Regions from separate parts of the Arabidopsis thaliana genome. Here region 2 is linked to region 1. A link is a contact called in public capture Hi-C data. All regions are on one chromosome and are shown on one strand. The core of a region is the stretch at or near the end of the contact, and the rest is flanking DNA. Distances in the headings are between cores, read along the strand shown. Region 1 holds the start of AT1G29200 (O-fucosyltransferase family protein). Region 2 holds the start of AT1G29320 (Transducin/WD40 repeat-like superfamily protein).

Region 1 (2,993 bases), core at 214-2,713:
AATGATGATTTCAAAATTTAATATTTTCTTCTTCTTTTTCTTATTCTTCTTCTATATGTATGAGCATTCCATAACTCATAACTCATACATTAATCCTTTTTTTAATCAAAGCGCAAAATGAAAAATCTTGTTCAAGAAATGATCAAAGCTGTTAAGGCTGTTGTTAAGTGCGGATCTTTCCCAACCAAGAGGAAGATCCCATTCACGAGCCATGCTGTTGCATCTGCGGCGAGGAAGGTGAATGTTACGTTGGAGAATCTTAAAGAAGAGAAGTGGAGCTCGAAGCTGACGAAGGATATGACAAGAAGGTTGCAACGGTGTTTCATTATTTGAAGAAGAAATATGGAGCCATTAGGAAATCTGTGACGACAATCTCATTCAATAGCAAGTACATACAGAAGAAGAAGGGTGGAAAGAATGAAAAGGTGGAGGTGAATCATTTCACAGACCCAATTCACTAGAATGTGCATGATTGTGACAACAATCAACCTTGAAGAATGAAGAAGAAGAAGAAGAAGCAGCGGCAGGAAGATTTATAAGATTAGATTCGATTATGTATGTGTGTTTTTATTTAAGACTCTTTGTCTCGATTATGTAATGTTATATGTAGGAGTGTCAAAATGAGTAACCCAACTCAACTCAACTCATTCTTTCAAATGAGTTTATGGGTTTCCCAACTCATTTAAATAATAATTTAATTAATAATTAATATAAAATAATAATCAATAATTTTCATCAAGATTATCATCAAAATTGAGAAATTTATGAAATCACAATTTTTGATTGGAAAATTATAGTTTTGCGTTTTTTATGGCAAAACTACGAATTTACATTTTGGAAGGAATACATGTTTTGGCGGAAAAATGCGGATTAACATTTATGGCGGAAAACTCTACCATCCGTCCACCATTGAATTCTATTTCTAAAAATCACATAAGTCCTTCACTGAGGTTTCTCTACAAGAGTTTCCACACACTCTAGTTGTCATGGTTATTGTGTTTAAGTCCTTTTGGATGCCAAAATACTCTCAAGTCTCAAGTGAAAAACATCAATTCCAAATATGAAGTATTGAAGTGTTTTCCGTTAATCCTTGTTTTTAACGAACCTTCATTTCCATCTACGCAATAACACTTTTCAAAACTAAGCAACGAAAAAAGAATTTACCCCCAACGAAAAAATAAAAATAAAAAAACTCCGTTGCCGGGACTCGAACCCGGGTCTCTCGGGTGAGAGCCGAGTATCCTGACCAGCTAGACTACAACGGATAGTTGACACACCGTTACATCTAATATTATATAACAAAACAATGAAAGAGCAAGTTTGCGTCACAAGTCATTCTCGGGTCTATGCTAAAAAAAACAAAAATGGGTAAAATATAATACAGGGATAAATTTCTTGAGATTCCTGACAGATTTCTATGATCTAGGTATTATAACACAGTTTCAAACACACGCATTGTTAAATAAAGGATAGAAGATTCGGTTCCGTCATGGAGATCGGTAACGATCGACGAACGAGAAAGCAGAAGAACAGAAGCTATCTGTTCTGGTGTGATTTGTTCACATGTAGCTATCTCCATACCCAATCTTCTTCATTAAGGTTTATGTCGTGGCTCTTCTTATTTATAAAAACTTTTTTTTTTTGCCTTGCGTTTTACTCTTCCCATTAAAAAAGAATTCAGAGATTCCTCAACAACTATGTTAGCTTCACTTAGAATTAATTTGTTCTGTCGGGATTCCTCCACACTTTTTTCACCAATTGTCATATTTTATTGTTGAATATTTTGGTTCCATCAATCTCTTAATTGCTTGCCATACATCGAGAGAGTTCTTGATTCATTTTGCATTTCCTAAATAGTTTATGAGCTGAGAGAAGAGACAGATCATTAATGGGGAAACAGGGATCACCGAGAAGTCCTCGACCTGAAACCATAGATAAAGAAGAGAAATTTGGGAGGAGAAGTTTGGATTCTTTATCTGGTAATGATCTCTTACTCGGTAGAAGAATATATGCAAGTGAAGTTTCCAAGGCTCAAGGATCTAAGCATGATCAAAGCAGTGGTAGTAGCAACAAATTTTGGAAGAAGCAACATTCATGGCTTCGTAGGAACTTTAAGTCGATAGTTTTGATGATCTCAGTCACCGGTTTCATTTTCTGTATGGATTCCATTATGGTTTCGATCTTTCATTCCGATAGTAGAGCCGTGGTGCAAGACATTTCAAGGTTGAGCAATATGACTTTGCATAAGGTTTGAGAATAAATATATCTTCTTTATACATCCTCCATTGTTATTGCTTCTTAATTTTTGTTTATGTCAATTAAGAATGGAGCAGTAGATGCTTCACCAGTTCAAATGTATAGCCGTCTTCTAAACTTAGCTTCGGATTCTCTTGCAAAGGTTAGTGAAAATGTAAGAAATTATATTTGTTATTTGTTTGAATCATTAATAATCTTCTTCTCCATTTGTATTACAAGAATGAATTCAAACCCGATACACCAAACTTCCGGGAGGAAAGATCTTCAAAGTCATCACAGTGGAAGCCTTGTGCAGATAATAACAAAGCAGCTGTGGCATTAGAGAGGTCTAGAGAATTAAGCAATGGTTACATCATGGTTAGTGCAAATGGAGGCCTTAATCAACAGCGCGTGGCTGTAAGTATATACCAAAGTAATCATTATATATTTGATTCATCAAGAAAGTATATATAGTGAATGTTAGTTTCTTGCAGATCTGTAACGCTGTTGCGGTTGCTGCTCTGCTCAACGCGACTCTAGTTCTTCCTCGGTTTCTTTACAGCAATGTATGGAAAGATCCTAGGTATTTTAAACTCCTCAAGACTTTCAAAATTTATTATAAAAAAAATTTGTTTGTTGATTTTGCGAAAGTGCGTAAATGGCAGCCAATTTGGTGATATATACCAAGAGGATCATTTTATCGAGTATCTGAAAGATGAGGTGAATATAGTGAAGAATCTTCCTCAACATCTAAAATC
Region 2 (2,993 bases), core at 127-2,626, 48 kb after region 1:
AGTGGAAATTTCTTTGTGAACCTATTGGGACAGTGGAAAGAATCAGAGTACAGTGGACAATCTATACCAGTTAGTGGTCTTGCATATTTGATCACAGCTCCGGCAAGGTAATTCACAAGTAACGTGTGTCCCCATCAATATAACAATACTTGATTTCCAGTTCTCTGAATATTTGTTTTCCACGGTTACAGTTTTGCCGATATGGCAGCTCATCCATTCCATGCTCTGTTCTATATCGTCTTCATGCTCACTGCTTGTGCCCTATTCTCAAAAACATGGATTGAAGTCTCCGGGTCTTCTGCTAGAGATGTAGCTAAGCAGCTAAAGGTAATAATCCCTAAACCTTTTCTCCATTGCTAAATAATTTAAACATTTCGACATGGAAAGTGAATTTATTTGTAAAATATGATTAGGAACAACAAATGGTGATGCCGGGACACAGAGAGTCCAACTTACAAAAGGAGCTGAACCGGTACATCCCAACAGCGGCTGCATTTGGAGGAGTGTGCATCGGTGCGCTCACTGTTTTGGCTGATTTCATGGGAGCCATTGGGTCGGGGACTGGAATCTTACTTGCAGTCACAATCATATATCAGTATTTTGAAACCTTTGAGAAGGAAAAAGCCAGCGAGCTTGGTTTCTTTGGATTCTGATTGTTTCTAGTCATATAAAGGGGTAAATTTTGCTAAGACTAGTGAGAAATTTGAAAGCCTAATTAAGAAGTAGCTTTCCTCTTATGTGTTCATTCAAAGGTTCAATAGACGATTAAAAGAGCATTTTGGTAGACACTTTTTGATTAACCAACAGATTTTTCTCTATTAGTTGTTACTTTGTGTTAGAATTTTTTTCTTCAAAAATTACACCAAATTTCTCCATTGGTTACTAGTCTGTGTTTTATTTTGCTAATTTGGACTTTAAGAGCTCATGTTATCTTTGGATTGAGGAATTGAAATTCAGCAAATCGTAGAATAGTAGTAATTGTGCTAATCTCCAAATAGAACCCGAGATTTGGCAACTGAAGCACCATCCATCCAAAGACGGTTTGTTTAGAAACAAGGTGGTTGAAGGTTCAATCAAAACCCTTTAGTAGAAATTTACATATATATACACTAGATTAAGATCAACAGTAATTAAAAATTTCATGATTAGCAGAATTCATCAAAAAAAAATTTACTAATCAATTTATGAACATAAAAAAAAATCATCAATTAAACTGACTTTTTTGTTTTAACACAAACACTTTAGCATTTTGTTTACAAGAAACGAAAATTGAATGCAAACTATAAACAGAGACAACCAAGTAGTATTTATTAACTGTCCCGGTTCAGGTAACCCGAATTGATTTTGATTTTGTACCCGGTTTAGAAGGAGGGATACGACAACAAAAGCGGTGACCAAAATCAAAACGTAGGGTTTTAAAAAGGGTTTCTCTTCTCTTCTCCGTCGTCGAGCATCTGCAAATTATACGGCGGCGATAAAAAATGCCTCGAGTCATCCCTCCGGAGAATCTCGGTTGCCCACCATTCCGTGCTTTAACTTTTGACTCTCTCGGCTTAATAAAAGGTGCCCACTTCGCTCTCTCTGTTTTTAATATAGAAGTTTCGTTTTTTCTAATAGATTATTTCAATTTTGATGTGCAGTGACTGAAGCTCGTGGTCAAGAGAGAGGGATTCCGACTGTAGTGAACACATGGGGAGAGATGAATGCATCTAGAAGTGTTCTTGCTGCTTCCATTGATGACCGGTTAAGGAATCCGGTAAAAAGTTTCATTCTTTTCATGTTTATGTTAAGCTATGAGGATTGAATCTAGGCGTGGCTTAGTTATCAGGTTCAGATTGATATCTACTGCTGAAATGAGCTCATTTTTTGAATTTAGCTTATAAGATTTGAATTTGTGATTCTTGGACTTGAAGATCATTGTATTAATCTTGAGCCAAATTTGAGGTTTTCGTTAGATTCCTCGCTCTAATCAGACTGTTGGTAGTTTTAGTTTATTGTTTTGCTTTGGCATTTTGAACCACGAGTTTTGGCTTTGTTTTGGTTGCAATTGAGAACTTATCGGTAATATGTTATCATTTCGTTTGCAACTATGCTACAGTTTCATAATCTCTGACTCCACTGTTACTACAAGATAGCTCTTCAGATTTTTTCCTCCTTTCTTAAGCATACATGATAACATCTATGCTTTGGAAATGTATTAGCAAATTTTGAGTTCTTAACTTTGATTTCTTCTTGTTTCCGTATTTGCGTCAAAATGGTAACTCATAACTTTTTCTCTCTTTTTCTTTTCTTCCAATTGCAGCTTTTGGCTGTTGCAAGAAAAGATGGCAATGTAAGTTTTCCTTACTTTAAGCTATGTGTATTTGAGTAATATATTTATCTCCATAGCCTGGCCAACATTTATACAATCATTTTGTTCATTTCTATCCTTTCCATAGGTTGAGGTTATTAACCCTTGTAATGGTGATCTTCACTTCTCATACTCTGTATTTGGTGATGATGGTTGTTCCCCTGAGGATAACGAAATTTCTGCCCTGCACTTATTCAGGAAAAAGATAGATGATCAGACAGAAAGGTATATAACTTTACACTAATTCTTTGAAATTCCCATTGAATTATGTTTTTATGTTGTGTTGCCATTGACGTTTCTAAACAAAATTTGGTATTCTTAGATCTTGCACATTGCTTACATGTACGAAAAAGGGAGATGTGAGTCTCAGATCAGTTAAATTTCCAGATGCACATGGTAATTCCACGGATGATGCTTCTCCTAAAACATGGAAAGCATGTGGTTCTGGTGAAATATTGGTTGGTAAAGTGGATGGGAGCGAAAACTTCAGCTTATTTGGAGGGTTAGTAGTTAGAACTGAATCGATTTGCTTATATTTGTAGATCATTTCGTTATATCTCGGTTTTGGTTGTTACCATACTGAAATGAATGTCTGATACAGGAAACGGGTTGAGGCCAATATATGGGATCTTGAACAATGTAC

Evidence for each region. Capture Hi-C pulls out chosen DNA fragments and counts their contacts.
Region 2: a contact with region 1 is called in a capture Hi-C map of seedling, with 1.7 times the contacts expected there. A contact is called at or near these places in 7 of 26 Hi-C or Micro-C datasets (callus, leaf, root and 2 more), 2 of 2 datasets of targeted methods (seedling and shoot) and 3 of 3 other capture datasets (root, seedling and shoot).

Annotation. Positions count from the first base shown.
Region 1 is chr1:10,206,114-10,209,106 of TAIR10.1, forward strand. AT1G29200 (O-fucosyltransferase family protein) reads left to right here and starts at 1,464. Exons shown (of 9, transcript NM_001332841.1): 1 at 1,464-1,599; 2 at 1,858-2,398; 3 at 2,476-2,652; 4 at 2,730-2,818; 5 at 2,901-2,993. The coding sequence starts at 2,312. AT1G29210 (a tRNA gene) reads right to left here and starts at 1,265; the gene lies at 1,193-1,265.
Region 2 is chr1:10,253,874-10,256,866 of TAIR10.1, forward strand. It overlaps AT1G29320 (Transducin/WD40 repeat-like superfamily protein), which reads left to right and starts at 1,377. Exons shown (of 12, transcript NM_102672.4): 1 at 1,377-1,563; 2 at 1,641-1,756; 3 at 2,303-2,332; 4 at 2,439-2,575; 5 at 2,673-2,852; 6 at 2,952-2,993. The coding sequence starts at 1,482. It overlaps AT1G29310 (SecY protein transport family protein), which reads left to right. Exons shown (of 7, transcript NM_102671.5): 5 at 1-107; 6 at 192-327; 7 at 414-919. The coding sequence ends at 653.